Linked DNA regions of Rattus norvegicus: region 2 is linked to region 1. A link is a contact called in public Hi-C data. All regions are on one chromosome and are shown on one strand. Each heading gives the region's core, a stretch centred on a gene start, on an enhancer-like site or on the middle of the called end of the contact. The rest is flanking DNA. Distances are from core to core; before and after follow the strand shown. Region 1 has its middle 17 kb from the start of Gp1bb. Region 2 overlaps Txnrd2 (thioredoxin reductase 2).

Region 1 (4,243 bases), core at 742-3,241:
AAGGAACCCACCCGCATCCCCACTTCCCAGCCCATACATACAGGCCACCCAGCTGGCGGCTGGCTGGAGAGGAAGGGGCAGCTGCAGCCGGGCCTCTGACCCTCCACTGCTCAACTCCACTGAGGCAGTCTGGCCCAGAGGAAGTTTCGGAGACCCCTACTTCCTGAACCTCAGAGGGTAGGGCAGCCACTTCCGGCAAGAGCCCTTGGCCCTGGCCTCAATGCCTTCTGCGTGCCCTGTGGTCCCCCAGTCCCCCCGTGATGTGCTTCCTGTGATGGGGGAAGAGTTAAGGCTGGGACCCAGACGTTCATTCAGATCCTGGGTCAACAGGGCAGGAAGCTGGGGAGAGGGAGAGGACTGAACTGTGAGTATCACACACACACACACACACACACACACACACACTTACACCTGCCAAGCTGGAACTGACAGTTGAGCAGGATGGTGGTCTCTGGCCAGATCTGTGAGTTCAAGACAGAGAGAGAACAGTCTGTACAGCTGTTGCTTTCCTAGCTGGCCAGACTCAGGAGCGCAGAGTGCCACGCCCCCTAGGAGACACACTGTTTTAATGACAACTGCTACAAACTACCATTATCCAAGCAGGGTCTCCCAGGCCTTTAATCCAAGTACTTCAGAGGCAGAGGCAGGCAGATCTCTGTGAGTTCCAGGCCAGCCAGGGCTACACAGAGAAACCCTGTCCAAAACAAAACAAAAACAAACAAACAAAAACCCCAAACATTTGAGTAGGATGCTCCACCTGAGGAGCCGTCCTGACTGCTTTAATTGGTGTGGGAAGACCCGCCTCCCCAGTGTTGGCCGTGCCTTCTGATAGCTGTCTGACAAGTGAAGCTTCCCTACCTTCTTCTGCACAGGGTCTCCATCTCCTCCAGAGGGGATTTGCCTGTTGCTGCTGCTACTTCCTCTCCTGATGGCAGAAGTGCACTAAGGGCCAGCAGTTCTTCTGGAAATTTCCCAGAACTAGGACTTCGAGACCCGTGGCCTCCTGAACAAAGGGCAGTCTATCAGGTTGTCACCCTCTCCGGTGTGTGACAGCCACTACTCCCTCTGCTGGGGCTCTGGCCTCTCAGGTGTGGAGCAGCCCTTGTCACTATTTTGAAGTAAGCCGATTTGATAGATGGCATGTTTATTTATTAGACTGTATAGGCATAGACACATATTCATTCTATCAGTTCTGTTCCTCTCCGGAGCTGTGACTAGTACAGTGGCAGATGACTCCAGAGCCGGGCATGTGTGCAGGAATACGGCAGATGGCTAGGAACCCAGCATGGGGGCCTGATCATATCCACTCTGCCTGGGTTTATAGCAAGAGATCTCACAGAAGCCCTCGGGTCTGAAGTCTTCAGAGTCATATCTACCAGTCTTGGGGTGATGGGGCACGCTGATCCTCCATGCTGGCACGAGGGCAGGAAACCTAAGCTCTGGCTCAGGCTGGTAGAACGGAGTCAGATCTAAGGCCTGAGTCAGATCAAGGAGTGTCCCTGTGCACCAGCAGAGGCAGTGTGGCTTATGAGGATCACTTCCTGCCTAGCAGCATCCTATGAGACAGGCTGGGGTCAGGGTCCCCCCCAGAAGGGTGCAGGGAGCTCCAGGAGAGAACAGTTGCACTGTCTGCCCAGCCCCTGGCTGTCCTCCTAGCTCCCCAGTCTTACTGTGCCCCCTGAATTTTCCACAGTCATCCCGCTCAAGCTCCATGGGTGAATTAGGGCCCAGTCCCTGCTCAGGCTTTACTTTCCCACATGAACAACAACGAGATCCCAGGCCCTTCTCCGTCCATTAGCTAAGGAACAATGCGTGAGGTACTGGGGGCACAACCTCAGGCAGTCACCGGGCCTCAGCACTCTTCCTGAGCCACCAGGCCAGGCTTGGGCAGTCAGCCCAGTCCAGCTGCCCGGCTCTGGGCCCCAAGAGGGGGTCAGGAGCTCAGCACCACCCCTGTGGCCTAAATATAACCCAAGCAGGCGGCTGGCCTGGAATAGAGACCTCTGTCAGCCACGAGCAGGTGTGGTAGGAGGATAGTCATCCTGATTGGCAGCAGAGTGGGTGGGCGGGCAGGCGGCCAGGCACAGGTCATGTGAGTGTCCGGTGGCAAGGCTGAGGGCAGAGCTCTGTGTCCTCACAGGACAGCCTGGTGCCCGTCTTGCCCACTCACCCATGCCCCATGTCTAGGCTGCTGACAGCTTCTTAGGAAGGATGGACACCCAGCACAGCAAACTGTCCTGGCCGCTGTGGCTGGCCACATTCTGGTCTCATGGGAAGAGACCTGGCCAACCAGTCAAGCTCTGCCACTGAGCATACTTGAAGTCCTGTCTCTAGTACTGCCCAGTGTTCCTCTGTCCTTTACTCTGGAGCGTCCTGACCCCTCTCTCCTCAAGCCCCCTGTCGCCCTGTGATTTTGTCCTCTCCCTCTTCCATGGCAGCTGCTCACATCCCCCACCTCTCCCAGCAACCCTGAGCCCCTCGGCCACCTCCACTTCTTGGCCAGTGTAACTGGACTTGTGCTCCAGCCTCCAGACTGGACGTAAGGTCTTCTGAGCTCCGTGTCACTGGGTTAGGATTAGGGCTCTAAACAGTGCAGTTTGGCCTGGTCCACTCTCAGACAACATCCTGGACTTTAGGTCTTGTCAGCCCTGCCTCCCAAGCCCAGGACGTGCCCATCCGTGGCTTCAGCTCCATGTCTTCCCAGCATAGGCCTGCTCTTCTCTTCTCTGTAGCTTGGATTGTTAAATACACTGAAAACCACCACTGAGGTCTGGAAGGATCCTGATTTCTAAGTGTGCCAAGACCCTGGTGCAGCGATGACAGCCACTGGGGAGGTAGAGACAGAGACAGAGGTAGCCTGAGGCATGGTAGGGTCTAGAAGTCTCAATTGACTCTGTAGGAGCAAATGTGGACGGCCGGAGGCAAGAGTCATTCAGACTGCTCTGAAGGGAGTTTTTGCTGAGTACCAGGTGCTTGTTCAGTTCCTGTCATGTGCCTAGCTCTATGCTCACCATGTGTCTGAATGCCAGAATTGAGCCTTAGGAAGGAGCCACAGGGACTATGGTCTGATAAGAGTCTTGAAGAGTTGGTCCTGTTTGTCTAGCTGCAGTGACCTTCTGATGTCTCTTGGACAGCTCTGTGATGAGCAGCTCCTTCCCAGGAGGTCCCAAGGGGAAGAACGCTCCTGTTTTCCAGGGTGCTATCCTGAGGAAGAGAGATCAGGGGGCTCGGCATGGCTGGACAGGGGCTGACAGGTAGGACACACCAGCATGGACAGGCAGTCTGCCCCTCTTACTAGGCTGCTGGGACCCCAAAAGGAGGAACCCAGTTCCTGGCCCTGCCCACACAGGCCTGGGTAGGTAGGGGCTGTGGTATGAACTTGTTTGTTCTTCGGCCCGTCTTTCCAGTTTGGAGTCTGGGTGTGCAAGTGGGGCCAGGGGCCTAGACACAAGGGAAGGGGCTCTGACAGGGTGTGGATGGGGGAAGGGGCGGGGCCGGGTGCTGTCCCTGCCTGCTACCCTCACCTACCACTCTGAGCTATTTATCTCCCAGTGGTGCCCTGGATGTAGGGTCTCCGGGAGGGTCCCAGTTCTGGAGACCGTGACGCTCTGACCCAGTGACCTCAGGAGTCCTAATTAATTCAGTCTCCTCTGCTTGGTGCTTATGGGGCTCTTGACCTCTGTGTTCCTCTGAAGGGGACCAAGAGGGTTCTACTTCCTCCTCCTGGATCCCCAAGTCCTATTTTTTGTTTTCTTAACTACAACTTCCTAAGTACCTCTCTCCCTTCCAACAGCTTCTGCCCTTTGCTAAATATATGTGAAGAAACCAAGGCACAAAGAACGGACGATGTGGGGGAAGGAGGTGTCAAGGGGCAGCTGTGGTTGCTATTGTTGCTGTGGGACACCTGGCCTCCAGTCAGGGGCTCTGTGGGCATGAGCCCCTGTGGGCACTTTCCTGGCTCCAGATTGACAGAGGTGTGACCACAGATACCACCAAGTTCTGGTCTGTGACAAGTTCAAGGCCGTGCGCAATTGGCCAGACCAGAGTCTATGAACAGCATCTGTCCCCAGGGTAGGGAACAAGGCAGCAGAGGCCAATGGGAGTGCTGTTCCCACCCTCCTGCCAGCAACCCTTCCACCAATTTCAGAACCAGGAGCCCGGAGGCCCAGGAGCACCACAGAATATGTATCCTCAAGCAAGGCAGTAATAGTGGCAGGCCTATCCCCTTGGCACAGGAAGACGG
Region 2 (4,243 bases), core at 1,207-3,706, 150 kb before region 1:
ACACTGGAGCTGCAGTGACCCTGGGAGCAAGCTCTCCCTGCCTCTCTCTTGTCTAGCCTGGGCCCCTTCCTGGGCTCAAGTTGTTATGTGTCTGAAGGCCATGTCTCCAAAGACCAGAATTCTCCCGAGTTCTAGTCAGAACCATTTCTGGGAAGCTGACCCAGTGCTATGCAACAGTGTAGCCCAGCAAGAGAGCACCCCCCAACTCCCATCCCCAGTAGCCTAGGGGTGGGACCTCTCCCCTGTGACTCTTTGCGGGGGGAACAGGACAGCCAGCTCAGCTGGTAAGATATGACCGTAGATATTTTAGTCAGGAACAAAACTGCAATGCTTATTTTCTTCAGAAAAAATTTTTTTCTTAGAGTTTTTTTTTAAGCTCCTTCGTGTAGATGGAATCTAGGTATGTTATTGTTTAAGAAAAAAGTGTTGTGGTGCATCAGTCACCCGTTTAGTTCTGAGCATGATTTATGTGAGGAAATGGTTTTTTTTTTTTTTTTTTTTTTTTAAATTAAGCTGGAGATCTATCCCTGTAGGATGCTTCTGTGAAAATGCGGCTTTGTCCAGGCTGCTAATGCAAGTTGTAACAGTGCGGCAGGGAGGCAGTGTTTACATGTTACATTCCTCTGTGCAGTCAAAATAAGCCTGCAGGGTCTACAGTAGCATTTCTGTATTTTATCAGCTTGGGCTGGGGCAGAGGGGGAGGCCCTGCTCACACTTGGAGGGGCTGTTTCTGCTAGATTTATTTGCCTTATAAATATCCCCTGTGTTTATTTTAACTCGCCTTTAAAATGGAGCTGAAACTAATATGGATCCCAGGGCTGTCCCTATGGCCCCAGGGTGCCTTCCAGAGCCGGGTGACACTTTGACATGGCTCATCTAGGAGGCCAGGTCAGCGGCCGAGGGTGCATGGCACCTCTGGGCCTGGGCCTGCAGTGGGCACTGTCTGCTGAACAACGTTTGCTGAGGAAGAACCATCTATGTGGTCTAGACCCAGATCCTTGGCGGGGTACACAGAACATTCAGGATGTTTTTTCTGTTGTTGACCTGGCAGGGGCAGCAGCCAGGACTTATTTTCCAATGCGTGTATATGGGGAGTGGTGATAAACACCGGCTAGTCATGAGGGGAGCTGAGCTCAGCACGGTGACTATACCCGTCTGGGCTCCCAGGATTGCCTCCCACTGCCTTTGCCCCTGCGCATCAAATGAGGGGTCCCGTTCCTCCTTAGATGACATCTGGGTCTCAGAGAACCCAGGGCTGGCCAAATGGCAGAGATGAGGCACCTATGTCTGAGCCCTGTCTATAGGGGACATGGTTAAGCCTTCACCCTGCAGCTGGGTGCTGGCCAGGCTGCCACACCTGTTAGCTGATGGAGCACCCGGCTAGAACCAGGATGCTAGCAACTTCCTAGTGAGAACCCCTGAGCCTGCAGAGGTGACTTCAGACTCCTCGTCCTATCTTAGAGGGGCTGAGATTGAGCAGTATGGAACTCAGGGTAGGACTGCAAGTTGGTACTTGCCCAGTCTTGGTCACCCAGCCACCAGTGTGTGCCTGGCCTGCCTTTTCAGTTGCTCTTTGACTGCCAACATCCATAACAGGTTGGAGGAGGGAGTCAGGAGCTAGAGAGGCCAGAACACAGGGCCCCTTTGGGGAAAGAGAGGAAAGAGACAATGGAAGGTGACTGGTGTCCTGCAGAAAACCTGTTCCCCTGATATAGCAAGGCCCAAGCAATGGGAGGATGGAGGTGAAAAAATGGGCTTGCTCCTAACCCTGCTTTAAGGAGGTTGGACTTGGCATTGGCATTCATGGGCTTGAACTGGCTATGTAGTGACAAGGAAGTAGCAAGAGCTAGCCCTGCCTCTAACCCTGGAGCTCAGGCTGTCTTCCCGCATCCCCACCTCCCCGTACCCCCAGGAATCCTCTGGGCTCCACAGAACCAGGGCCCCACAGTCACCTTCTTCCACACCCCCTTGCCTCCAGCAGGCTGACCAGTGGGGGCTCTTGCTAGGCTCACTGTTTCTGGGCACCCAGGGCAGGTGAAGAAGCTGCAGTGAGGGAGCCCCTGGCTTAGCAGCCTCTCCCATGCTGGGCCTGAGATGCTGTCCCCCGGTACTTCTTCCTGATGTCCCTTCACACTGCTTCAGGCCCCCAAAAGGCTTATTATAGCACTTGGGGCTAACCTCTCCCACTGCTGTTTGTCCCATTCAGAGTGTCCCGGCTACTCACCACACTGCCCATGACTGTGTACTCCCATGTGCCCATGCCAACGTGAAGCTTTCTGTCTCTGGGCACTATGAAGCCGAGATGGTGTTTTGTATTTTGAGACAGGGTCTCTAGTGCAGTCTGGAAGCTGCTGTGCAGCCTGAGGCGGCCTCAATTGCATGACAACCCCCACCCCACCCTGTCTCACTTTCCTGAGTGAGCGTGAGTCAGCGTGCCCCACTAGAGAGTGTTTTATAATGGGCTGATTTAATGCTGTCGTCAGAGTTGGTCATGAAAGTAGCTTTGCTCTGACCCTCATAAAGTCAGGAAGCTGCCCAGGGTACTGTGTCCATTTTCCTCTCATGCTAAGCACAGGAGATGGGAAGGCATATTTTATCTAGAAGAGCCACAAGAGTCGTGGTTGTATAGTAGTCTCATTTTCTGCTCAGTCTGTTTCCATTTCGTGTGATAGTCTGGTGTAGCAGAAGGGAGAGCAGCTATCAGCCTAGGACTTGATTCTCAGCTTTTCTGCTTGTTTGCCTGTGTGGGGCAAGGACCTTGGGTAGCTTCCACTACTCAGGGTTTGGTGGGGGCGGGGGTGGGGGTTGTCAGGCCCCCAAGGGTTGGGTGCTGCTGGCAGGTCGAGGCAGGTCGGGAGCCCGCTCCACCAGGATCCAGGACTGTGGTGTCTCCTCTGTCTCCTCTGTGCTGCTTCCGTGGAGCTCTGAGGCTTGACTGGCACTTCCTGGACTGGTAGTGCTACCAAGAGGCCAGGTGCTCTTGTGAGACTGTCACTTGTGTGGCTGTGCCTCCTGGAGAGAAGATTAGGGTCCTCCAGGCTGAGAGGCAGACTGTAAGCCTAGCTTCACAGGTCCGTGTCTGCTTCCTCCTGCTTTCAATTCTGACAAGCAAGCCACCCTGTGATTAGACTAATCTCATGGTACTCATGCACCCATGGAGAATGCTGGCACAGTAAAAGGCACAGAGACACCACACACACACACACACACACACACACACACACACACACACACACACACGGTTCAAGGCTACCAGAGTGCGGGATGGTGACTACTGGTTGAACAAAGATCTGTGCGCTGGTTTTTAAATGTGGTGTTAAGTCCCGGACTTCCAAACAGCCTTCCAAACTGCCATCACTGCTGTCTCCCAGGCTGCAGATGCACTGGTCACTGTGCCTCTGAGGCTGGTCCTGGAGAGTGTGGCCAGTCGGGGCCAACCTACAGCTGCCAGCCTCTCTCTGGGACTGACTCGGGATCCAGAAGCTTCAGTTTTGTCTCTGCTTTTGTTCCAGTGGTGTTTGTTTGTTTGTTTTTCAGGATAAGGTCAGGGCTGGCTTTAGACTATGTAGCTCAAGTCGGCCTTGAACTTACGATCCTCCTATCTCCACTTCCAAAGGGCTGGGATTATTGACATGCGTGGCCATCTCTAGAACCTCAGTCCTCTGAGTTCTTGTGTTCATCTTTCAAAGAATAAGCATTCCCATTAATTGGTCAATTAGAGGGAGAGGTGGAGTAAGAAAACCAGTGCTGACCATCATCATAGCTCATAAAACAAATGGCCCAAGGTCACTGTCCATTCAAGCAAGATGTGCGCTTTTGTAGAGGCCTTAGCACACTCTCAAGACTCCCCCACCCCCAGGAATGTGCCTGCCTATGGGTGTCTGTCTTTCCTGTGAGTGCTCTAGTGTTCACAATTTGGACTTGGTGGCCTGAGGGCTGGGGGCACCTGGGAAATGGTGCCCCACCTTCTGTTATGGGGCCACCTCAGAAGGAGGTCCACGGTGCTCATGGGTCTCTGCTGGAGCAGATGGTGATCCCTGGCTGCCGGCCCACCCATCTCCTACACCCAGCCTGCTTTGTGGGAGGCTGGGAGGCACACGTGGACTGCAGAAACACGAGAATCAGATCCAGGAGACTGCTTGCTTCATGCTCAGCAGTGTGGTGGGAGGGCCTAGGATTGGGGGTTGGGGGATACAGCTAGCTTGGGGGAGTCTGAAGGGAGCTTGAGATAAATAGAGAGGCC

Evidence for each region. A called contact is a pair of places that touch in the nucleus more often than the background predicts.
Region 2: a contact with region 1 is called in a Hi-C map of the A7r5 cell line, with 3 times the contacts expected there. The contact joins two enhancer-like sites. A contact is called at or near these places in 10 of 12 Hi-C or Micro-C datasets (the A7r5 cell line, the Rat2 cell line, Schwann cells and 6 more) and 1 of 1 datasets of contacts at active chromatin or transcription factors (oligodendrocytes).

The regions. Positions count from the first base shown.
Region 1 is chr11:95,897,124-95,901,366 of GRCr8, reverse strand. No RefSeq gene overlaps it. Among named protein-coding and RNA genes, the nearest start is that of Gp1bb, 17 kb to the right of the region's middle. Within about 2 kb of position 1,991, at least 12 of the 93 cell types and tissues checked have an H3K27ac peak or open chromatin away from gene starts, as enhancers often do. A contact at or near this core is called in the A7r5 cell line, where this site is marked.
Region 2 is chr11:96,049,799-96,054,041 of GRCr8, reverse strand. The region is part of intron 8 of Txnrd2 (thioredoxin reductase 2); the gene reads left to right. Among named protein-coding and RNA genes, the nearest start is that of Comt, 20 kb to the left of the region's middle. Within about 2 kb of position 2,456, at least 9 of the 93 cell types and tissues checked have an H3K27ac peak or open chromatin away from gene starts, as enhancers often do. A contact at or near this core is called in the A7r5 cell line, where this site is marked.